Regions from separate parts of the Mus musculus genome. Here region 2 is linked to region 1. Evidence: chromatin contacts called from public promoter capture Hi-C data. All regions are on one chromosome and are shown on one strand. The core of a region is the stretch at or near the end of the contact, and the rest is flanking DNA. Distances in the headings are between cores, read along the strand shown.

Region 1 (5,496 bases), core at 2,855-5,354:
CATGCATTTCATTCTTTCTTTCAATATAAATTCATCAGTCACAAAAGCTATATTCAATACATAATTAATATTTTCTAGCAATATTGAATATGGCCCTTTTCCCAGAAAATATAATTTGTGTCATTCAAATTGTAACTGTTCAAAGAATTACTGTTTGGCACAAGGACATATTTACACTTCAGAGCCTCTATGACTCGGGCTGTCAGAACCATAAAGTGTTTGTGAGTATCATGTGCATGTTAATTTTTCATTTTCAGCATTCATTCTGGATAATAAAATTAGCTCATAGTGTATTCCTGATAAAACAACACCAACAGTTGAGATATCCCTCACAAGTTTAATAGAATTTAAATTTAATCTACTTATTCTAACCTGCCTAAAATTATAATTAGGAAATACATTTTTTTAAATTCTGAGTTTGTTCTCTATATCTAGGTTTCTTTTGTATTTACTTGGCTTGAGAAGTTTTCAAAAATCTGTATATTTTTTAAATTTTCCCAAGAGATTAACATATATGACCAAAGTTAAAATGTAAACATCAGGAGTGATGAAATGGGTTAATTGGTAGTGGTCTTGCTGTCTAAGCATGAGGACCTAAACTCAAAAACACAGTTCTTGCCTACAACGCTGGGCACACCAGTATTCAGTACTGAGAGGCTGAAACCAAAGGATAATGGGACTCATTAAGAACTTAATCTAGGCAAAATGATGAAGTCCAAATTCAGTGAGAGACTTATGAGAAAATGCCAATTGTTTCCATAAGGCTTATGCAAGCAGGCTTTCCATAGGTGTCTCCATATGGAAAGGCAAAGCAGCAATCGAGTGAGTCTAACCCACAGATTCTGGACACTGGCATTGACTGATTTTACCCAGACCGTGCTCCTAGCTCTGACCATGTTAGTGTGCTCACCCTGGTGAATGAGCGAAAGAAAGAAGTAGAACAAGTATTTAGCAGCCATGCCTGTTCCTGCCAGCTTGAAAGGACCCCATGTCAAGCAGGGAGCATGTTTTGCCCTCTGTAAACCTTCCATAAGGATCCTGAACAAATACGCCCGAAGTGATGAGCTGTCAAGTGTTCAGCTAGAAGTATTTCATTGAATAAGTATTTGATGCAGAAAGGTTCAAAACACAAAGTCTTTCTTAAACAAGGGTTTCTGTAAATGTAGATATTTCTAACATCTAAAACAGAAAGTTGTTAGAAGTGGGTTTTTTTTAATATACATACACATTCATGAAAAATCTATTTCTAGAAAATGCATGTATAGAACTTTTAAATTTACTTTATTGGTTAAAGATCCATTTACTTTTCATTCATGGATATATTGCCTGCATGAGTGTTTGTGCACCACATATGTGCCAGGTGCCCACAGAGGCCAGAAAAGAGTTTATATTCCCTGGGACTGGAATTAAAGATGCTGGGAAGTGAACCTGGGTCCTCCAGCAGAGCAGCAATGCCCTTTATCACGGAAGCATCTTTCCAGACTCATGAAACTGTCTCAAAGAAAAGGGAGAGGAAGAGGGAAAGACAGAAGACAGATGTACAAGTAGAAAGAATCAGAAAAGAGACAGAGGGAGTGGAGAGATGTGGTCTTATGTCCCACATTAAAGGCCTATGCCTGGAGTTTTTTGACTGCCAGATGTTAACAAACAAAGCAAGCAAGGTAAAGAGTATTATGATGTCACTGTCACATGCTCTACAGTACTCAGGGGCCCTGCATTCCAGCCACCCCACCCTCACCACTCACCCCACCAAGGGGAAGCCGAAGGATGTGATCCTCTGAGTAATGACATGAATACAAATGTCATCTGTGTCCGCACATCATGGACATCTTCAATGGAGCCTCTTCCACTTCCGCAGGGACCACAAAGCTATGGCTTCAAGTGACAACCTGACAAATTAGAAAAATTAAATAAATGGAACGAATACAATTATTAAGGCATATTTGACTCATGAGATACAAATTTGTTGTCTGAACTTCTGAGAGGTTGATTGTGTTTGTTCCAGAAGCTAGTATCAATTACAGGAACTGATGTAGTAGATGGGTGTTCTGATTACTCGTCAATCACTTTGATAAAATGCCTTGACAGAAATCAGCTAAGAAAAAAGTATTTTTCTCTCATAATTTCAGATTATAGTCATTACTATGGGTAAGTCAAGTTGACTGAAATTTGAAGCAGCTGGTCATTTCATATGCAAAGTCAAGAACAGAGAGAAAGGAATTAATACTTGTGGACTTAACCTCTCCTAGCTCACTATCTCCACTTTCTACAGTCTAGGCGTCACAGCCTAGGGAATGGCACCACCTACAGTGGGTGGTTACTCTCCCCTCTGTGTAATCAGTCAATGTAATGTAATGAAGACAATCCCCACTGGCAACTTTTCCTTTTCAGGCCAAAGTTATCCAGAGAAGCCTTTCAGGGCACTCTCTTTATAAGCAATTCTAGATGGCTTAAAGTTGACAGTTGAAACAAATCATGACAATGGGTATGTGGTCAGATCCGAGATGTATGTAAATCCCTTTGCCAATCATATGTTGATATGTTAAGTAAGTTATGTAAGTCCCTCTGCCAATTGGATGCGGATAAAGTTAAGTCAGGTGTTAAAAGAATTAAACCTGGAAGGTGGATTAATGTAAGTTTGGGAGCTGGGACATCAATGTCAACCCCCAAGGACACTAGAAGGCTTTCACAAGGTACTGAAAGCACCCAAGAGTCAATGGCAAGCATAAAATAACTTCTGAGAGCTTGTGATATTCCAATCCTCTCTTTCACTGTGTCTTCACATCTGGAGTCTATTTTATGATATTTTGTGACATTATTTTTAAACTTTAAAAAGCTTCATGAAAGTGGAAATCTTACCTGCTTCTTAACTTAATGTTCTGTCCTTATTTATTGCTAAGTTATGAAATTCTGAGTGGGGTTGGAATGATGTTTGCTGGAAAAGTGTGAGCTCAGGAGGACATATGTGAATAGGAGAAGCTTGCTATTTCTTTTTAAAAGTATATGTGTAGAGAGAGTGTATTTTTCTTTTATGTTGAGAAAGAGTAATGTGCAGGCAGAGATGCTGAGGAGGTGGCTTCGTAAGGAAAGTGTTTTCCACACAAGTATTCCAGCTTGAGGGCCAGGGTTCCGATTTCCTGAACCCAGTTGAAAGCTGGATGGACATGGTGGTCAGCCTGTAATCCCAGTGCATGCAATCTCAGAGAACAAATGCCAGAGAGAGATGACTAGCTAATCTAGATGATTCATGAGCCTCCTGGGAAGACATCAGATCTCACACCTGTGGCTTCATACATGCACACACATATACCATTCATACGTACCTATGCAAAACAGGATGGGGAAGAGACAGAGGACACAGAGAGTGTGAGAAACACTGGACCAACGTAAGACAGTGACAGCAGAGAACCTGTGAATAAACTGGAGAACAAAAACAAGCTGGTGTCCTTTCAACTTCAAGAGAAGACCTAAGGATGGATATGGATCCAAGCAAATTTGCAGTAGATGAGAATTGCTTTGAAAGTGATCATATGGAGGACAGGTTATGGATGGGGTCAACTCCCACAGACAGGAACAGGTTAGGGATGTTTATAGAGAAAGAAAAAACATGCCAAGGAGATAGAAGCAAAACAAGATGCCCTACAGTGTTAAAGGTGCAGATTAGATGTGCGTCTATGAATTTTTAGACCATGAAAATCAGAAAGCAACATTTCACACTCATTCAACATGTATTTACTTAGCTTATTTTATTGTAAGACACGGCGATTGCTGCAGGGATCCAAGTGTGTTAACGATGGTACTGCTTTGTATTTATAGTGGGTGAGGCACAAACAATCCGTCTTCCCGGTGAAAACAAACCAACATATTAGTTGTTGGCAGGTAGACAAAATTATTGGCTGTGTGAAATTTTCCCTTCTCAGCCTGTTGTTTTATTGGAGTGGTACACCCAGGTTCCCTGCTTTATTACTCAAGTTAAGGCATTTAATGTGTACTCTCCCTGACCTTCAGTGGATAAATCACAAGGAGACTGACAGAGTCTGCAAACAAGGCTGATGAAACCTGGCTGTGGGGGAGCCATCGTCCTTCCCATCTTGCTTCCTAGCTGCCTTTGTGCCTCTAAAGTTCCATCTTCCCTTCCCTCTTTTTTATAGGCTAATCTCCATGTAAATAGTCTGATAAGTATGTTAATTCAAAACATTGACTCTCAAAGAAAATAGAGAAGCCATCAGGAGAAGCTGTTCACAAGCATGCCTGTGCTTGAGAGCACTGCCATTCATTTTCTGGAGCCGTAATGCTAGACACCATGATCTCTGCCAGCTTAATATCTAGATATTAGGTCCATATGGTGCTGGCTCCTAAGAGTAGTTGATATGGGGTCTTGGGAAATGGCTCAGAACTTAAGGGAACACATCACGATTCCAGAGGATCTAGATTAGATTCCCAGCACCCAGTCTGGTGGCTCACAACTGCCTGTGACTCTGATGGAGTCTGACAACTCTGACCTTTGTGGGCATCTGCAGTCTTCTACAAAGCTCACACACACACACACACACACACACACACACAGAGAGAGAGAGAGAGAGAGAGAGAGAGAGAGAGAGAGAGAGAGAGCGCACAACATAAAAATGTAAAAGACTAAATATGCTGGTTAGGCAGCTGGTGACTGGGGTTCCTGGTACCAGCATGCTCATTTGCATCTCTCCAAGATGTTTCGCTCCCAGACCTGTAGCAGAGAAGAGATGTGCCTCCTGTTGCTATGGGATGTGCCTCCTGTTGCTATGGGATCTAGATGTTTCATGGCCTGCCTTCCCTGATTGGTAAAACAGGAAGCAGAGAGGGAATGACCAGTGAGGTTGGCATCAGCAAGACTTGAGTATGATGAGAGCCAGAGAAAGTGACAGACTTTTCATGTTGGTTAGTCAGAGGGAGATGAAGAACCCATGTCTTCTTCACAGGTGACTATGGGTCCACTGGTCATTTTTACCTAGACCACATTCATTGTCCATTGTATTCAAGAATATTATTGTCATAATTGTTTGGTTGGTTTCTAGAGAAAGACATAGTATATTTGCCCCAAAAACCCTTCAACATCAATTCTGGACATCAGAGCCAAAAGAGTATTGGGCAAATAGCTCTCTGATACCTTCATTTTCTCCTTACGGAGTGTTGTTTTGAGAATGTTAAATGTAATTCGATGTTATGCTTTGTGATCTATGAAGCCAGCTTGGGGGAAATCACTGAACTCCAGTGGAGAGTTTGTCCCTGCATACCTTATCTCTCTGCTCCATTAGTGAATCAACTCGAATGACCTGTGAATTATTCCACTAGAATAGCAGAATAGTAATAACAGTCAATTAAACTAATTTCCAGATTCTCCTACTAGCTTTTACCAAGGTCATTGAACCAAACAAAATTTCAGAAAAATTAATATTCTGTCTCCTTTTTATTAAGTCATCTCCAATGGGCTTAAGGAGAAAGAAGGGTTGAATGCCAGTC
Region 2 (5,266 bases), core at 726-3,225, 1.2 Mb after region 1:
AGTGCAGAATCCAGCGCTTTCCCCCACCCCACCCTCCAGTGAGGCTGAAAATCTATGAGCAATGGCTAGCGAAGCAAATGATTTAATGCCTCAGGGAAAAAGTGGATAATATATATTCAACACGCTATCATAACTTCTGTCACAATAGCTAAAGCAGAACTAGACCTTATAATTCCTTTATAACATATATAATATATATATATAATATAACATTATAATTCCTTATAATGATTCCTTAAATCATTTATCATTAACAGGGCTGAAGCACTTGCTTGGCATGCAAAACGTTCTTCCTCAGCGATAGCGTTTCTGACCCTGACGTAGCCAGAGTGCCCATGCTCTGCTTCAGCAGCACGTGGGAAAGCAGGAATGAGGCAGAAGGGAATCAGCTTGCAAATGGCCACCGACGAGAAGCCATGTCCGAGGGCTCTGCCGGGGCTGCTGCTTGCAAGGGTTTTGTTTTTCAGAGGCCCTACCAGACTCGGTGATTTTTACAGTTGTGCATGTTTTCTGAAAACCAGAAGAAGTGGGATGGGGAGGACATGAGAACCCCAGAAACACAGAAAAATGGAAACTTCATAAAAATGAATATTGGGAGACACCCTGGTTGTAAAGGAAGGATATTGAGCAGATCTGATATTGCCCAATTGGAATTCAGATAATAGTAGAAGAACCCACTGTTCTCTTTGGTCCAACTCTAGCAAAGTTACGGTCCAGTCCTGGCTTGAGCAAGGCGGATGACCCCTGTTTGTGGTCTATTCAAACCCTGAGAAATGCTGAGAGCAGCTCTCTATAGCACCTGCCTCCTCTGCGCCTGCCCCATGCCAAGCCGCACCCAGCGCCGCAGCAAGTGCGGACCCATTGCAGGAGAGGCCCCGCTCCATCTTGAAAGAACTTGTTCTAGTTTCAAAGCAGGCTCCCCATCTCTGTAGCCTCCCCTCCCAACAAACAAGCCAAAGGTATGTTGGCATGCGTCCAGAAATTCAGGCGTGGCCCACACAATGTTGATTTAGTGTTCATAAGTACACACACGGGGCGTGAAACTTGTAAGCAATCTATCCGCCTTCCTGAGTGAAGAGACTTGCCACCAGAAGCAGCTAGCCTAACAGTTTGTCACCAGTGTCGCCTCTCCTCAGAAGGGATCACTTTCCTCCCTAGGAATCTCCATCAAGCTCAAATGCAGTGACATCTGGGTCTGCCCAAGGGCCCTCACCTGTGCATTTGCATGTCCGGTTGAAGAATTTTCTCGGCCATTGCTCACGGTCATCCTGGTTTCGAAGGATATAAGGGCCACTCCAGGGTCTGGTGTCTGTTTGCACCTCTGCGCACTGCCCCCTGCCCTCTAGAAATCCACAGATGTTGGTTGCCTCGGGACCCAGAGGCGGGCAGCATTCCTTGTTCAGCACGCCATCCAAGGTCATGCAGACTCGGGGAAACTGAGCCCGAGCTCTGAGCAGAATTCCGCAGCCCAGACAACCCAGCAGAAGCCCCCATCCCACAAGGCCCATGCCTTCTTAATTGGGAGGCCTGGCCCGGCGTCCCACCTGGTTTCTGTCTGACTTTACTCCTTGTCTTCCACTCCTGAGTTCTGGAACCTTTACTCACTCAAATTGCCTTTTCTTTTTTCTTTCCTTTCCTCTTCTCTTCTTTCCTTTTCTTTGGGTTTAGTTCTAGCCCTTTCCTCTCCTCTCAAAATTCCCACCTAAATCACAGAGCCTACACGTGTGCACATGTGTACACGCACATGCAATTTTATGTGACTCAAACAACTAACACTGATTTAATTTCATCCGAAGCTCCTCTAACATCAGGTTTAATGAGGGGAGCGCTTCTCGCCAGTCTTCCTTGTTAAATCAGGCTCTGTCTAATTGAGTTAATTTACAGAGTGCTCCAGCCATACTGCTTATTATGCTGCTGTTTCTAAGCCTCCTCCTTCTCTCCCTAGCCCTTGACCTTAATTGCCTTGAACTCAGTTCAAAAGCCAAGCACCGTGTTGCCTTTATTCTCTCTGGCTCGCCAAGCCACGGGGCCCTGGTGGGGCACGGGGGGGGGGGGGGGGGCGGAGGGATGGGAGAAGCCATCATTAAGGGGATTATAACCAGAGAAATCCTCTTTGTTAGCACATGACCCTAAGTGCACAATGAAGCTGATAAAGTGTCTGGCTTTGTGTCAGGAGGGTAAAATCAGCCTCTTTATTGGGCTCATGTGTCCCAGCCAAGCTTGTGACCTCAGACTTCCCAGTGCGTCAATAGATAGAGGGAGCATTCCGTCAAAGGCCCTTTATAGACCTGTGCATTGCTAAGTACTTCTCCCCCATGACTGCTGGCTGACATGGGAGAGAGACCGCCACAGGAGATCACACCCCCCCCCCCCCCCAATAAAGAAACGTTTATTTAAAGCCAGTGTACAAGGAGCTGTTTTGTTGCACAATTAGGCATCCTCCTGCTTCCAAATAATAGCCCCCTCTTCTCTTGTTCAGCACATCCATGAAGCAGATTTGTATTTAATTTGCGTGGAACCGTATGCTACCAATTATTCACAGTTGTCATTTCTCTGCAATTGGACAAACTGGAGTGGGACTTGCAAGGAAATCTTTCGATTGCATTGAGGTTTGGCATAATCAAGCTTTAATTTAGGAAGGTGTACCCCTATGTGCTTCCTCTAGGTACCACGGGCTGTGCAGATGGACCGTGGCGGCCATTTGCCAGAGCATTAGTCCCTTCCTGGTGCGAACAGGACTGTCGTGGTGTCATGAGATCTATACAAATTGCCGACTTAGAATTGTTCCAGTTGGAGTCTAAGAGTGCCTTGAACGTGAATGTCAAGTGCCTTGTTAGTTTCAAAGGAATTCTTAAGGTTGAGAAACGTACACAGCAGCCAGGTGTGTGTGCCTGTCTGCTAAAGACCCATGACTTTAATCCCAACATTCAGAAAGCAGAGGCAGGGTGATCTATGTGAGTTGGAAGCCAGCCCAGTCTACATCGTGAGTCTCAGGATAGCCATGGCTACGTAGAGAGACCCCATCTTAAAAAGAAAAGGAGAAGGAAGAAAGGAAAATACACAGGTGTCCCTACACCCCTGTGGTATTAAGGTGTGACTAACCCAATATCAGTTTGTATTTCTGGGTTCTGGACATTGAATGGGACTCTTAATGATATGTTCAAGGCATCAGCGATGTAAGTGTGTGTGCATGTGTGCATGCAGGCATGCAGATGTGTGCATTTACAGTATATGTGCTGTGGAAGGCATGCATGCCCACATGTTTGTATATGCATGTGCAGGTGGATGACAAAGACCAACATAAATGGTTTGCCTACTCACTTTCCACTTTGTTTTTTGCGACAGGGTCTCCCACTGAACCTTTGGGTAGTGGCTGACCAGAAAGCTCCAGGGATTTCGCCTCTCCGGCACAGGGACTACAGGAGTCTACCACCATTCCTGGCTTCTTATGTGGGCACTGGGGGTCTGAAGTCAGGTCCCCACACTTACAAGCATGTTACTGACTGAGCCATCTCCCCAGCCTCACATCAGTGTTTTCTAAACTCTCTTCCAGGTTCTACTGCACAGCCAGAGTTGCAAGCCACGGTATGAGAATGAGGTAGAGCTGTAGACGATGCTTGCCGTCGTTGGCTAAGGGACCAGGTGCATTCCTTTCTTAGGCTTGACTATGCTAGGATCATAATACCTAACAGTTGTAAAGACTTAGAGGCTTTGGGGACCCCATTCATTCTGTCTTTTTACTGACTTCCACTTCACGTCGCCACTGTGAAACCTGCTGTTCTGAGCAGCAGTGAAGTTTGGAAGATGCCATCATCAGATTTCTAGGAACCTGAAATTGAGGGACATTTCTCACATCAGAATGACCCATTTCCTTTTCGTTGTAGCACCTGCCATGCAACCCAGGTCATCTGAGGCTTTACACAAAAGTTCTCACCTCACCCCAGGATTCCTTCCCTGGGCCGGCTCTCACCTGCAAGTCTCAGACTCATAGCCAACTTCCTCCCAGAAGGGCTTAGACCCTTCAGAGCAGAATTTTGCTGTCTTGTCACATTGATCCTCTGCTCTAAGGACTAAACACCACCATGGTCCTTGAATCTTTGGTTTCTCTTTCTTCCTTTCCCGGCAATGATTTCTGAAGCACTTAGAGTGATGACAAACATTGTTCCATGTGCTACCCAGGGTGGTCAGCAGATCCCAGCCTGTGTGCTTCTGACCTACATTAGGATGGATACAGTAAAGACAGAAACTGGGATATAGCATTTAGAAGCTTGGCCATTGACATACACTCTTGCACATGATCGGTCAGGTGCCAGCCTGGAGGGTCATTCGCACTGACACCATGCGCATTTAGATCTCACGTTGGCCTTAAAACTGTTTTCCAAAACTTCTGTGCCATAGAGTTTGGGAGGAGCTGGACTAGAAGGTCATGTCAGAACTTCTGCTGCCTGTCTTTCTGTCTGTCTTTGTTGGGCAGAGTACTATGGTCACTGCTACCCAGACAGATCTAGTCATGGGAACTCTCAGCCATTGTACTGCTGTTTCTTCTGCCTGAAATATCCCCTCCTGGCTTCCTGTCACTGGAGTGTCACCTGCTGAGAGGAGCCGTCCTTTGCCATTCACTTTGGTGTCCTCAACCAGGACACCTTCCAATCACAGTGCACGGCTTGTTTTCCTCTTAGTCCTATCAAGTCGCTGGTTATTATCCCAATGTTACATGAGAGGAGAGGGAGCCTGGGACCTCGGATAGCAGGGCATTGGAAGGACTGTATCTCCCTGACCCCAAGGTCCCAATCTTCGCAATAAGCTGTGTTACTACATTCATCGTCTCTCAGGAATTCATTGTGATACTTCAAAATAAGGAAAAGAAGAAAACATTCCTCTTTATGATTTTTTTATGTATATGTGTGTGAGTCTAGGTGAATGTATAGGCACTGCTTCTCAGAGACCAGAAGAGAGCATCAAATGACCTGAGACAGGAGTTACAGGAAGTTGGGAGTCACCATCTTGATATTGGGAATGGAACCTAGGTCCTCTGCAAGAACAGCACGTGATCTTAACCACCGAACCATCTTCTCAGCCCTGTGGAAATGTAGGTTTCTTAATCTCCTACTCTATGCCAGGTACTGACCTAGGCTTGCTTCTTTACCCGCTGTCATCTCATTTAAACCACAAAGAGGGGCTAGGGGTGTAGCTCAGTTAGTAGAGATCTTGCCTCTCACGTGTGCAGCCTTGGGTTCAATCCCAACACCTCAGGACGCAGGCATGA

What was found. Promoter capture Hi-C pulls out the DNA fragments that hold promoters and counts their contacts.
Region 2: a contact with region 1 is called in a promoter capture Hi-C map of embryonic stem cells, with 6 times the contacts expected there. The contact joins the promoter of Dct here to the enhancer-like site in region 1. A contact is called at or near these places in 5 of 39 promoter capture datasets (the 3T3-L1 cell line, embryonic stem cells, hippocampal neurons and 2 more) and 1 of 115 datasets of contacts at active chromatin or transcription factors (embryonic stem cells).

Annotation. Positions count from the first base shown.
Region 1 is chr14:116,865,462-116,870,957 of GRCm38.p6, forward strand. It overlaps Gm52093 (a long non-coding RNA gene), which reads right to left. Exons shown (of 3, transcript XR_003951001.1): 2 at 1,746-1,889. Among named protein-coding and RNA genes, the nearest start is that of Gm52093, 12 kb to the right of the region's middle. Within about 2 kb of position 4,105, at least 6 of the 459 cell types and tissues checked have an H3K27ac peak or open chromatin away from gene starts, as enhancers often do. A contact at or near this core is called in embryonic stem cells, where this site is marked.
Region 2 is chr14:118,050,271-118,055,536 of GRCm38.p6, forward strand. It overlaps Dct (dopachrome tautomerase), which reads right to left and starts at 1,976. Exons shown (of 8, transcript NM_010024.3): 1 at 1,214-1,976. The coding sequence starts at 1,508.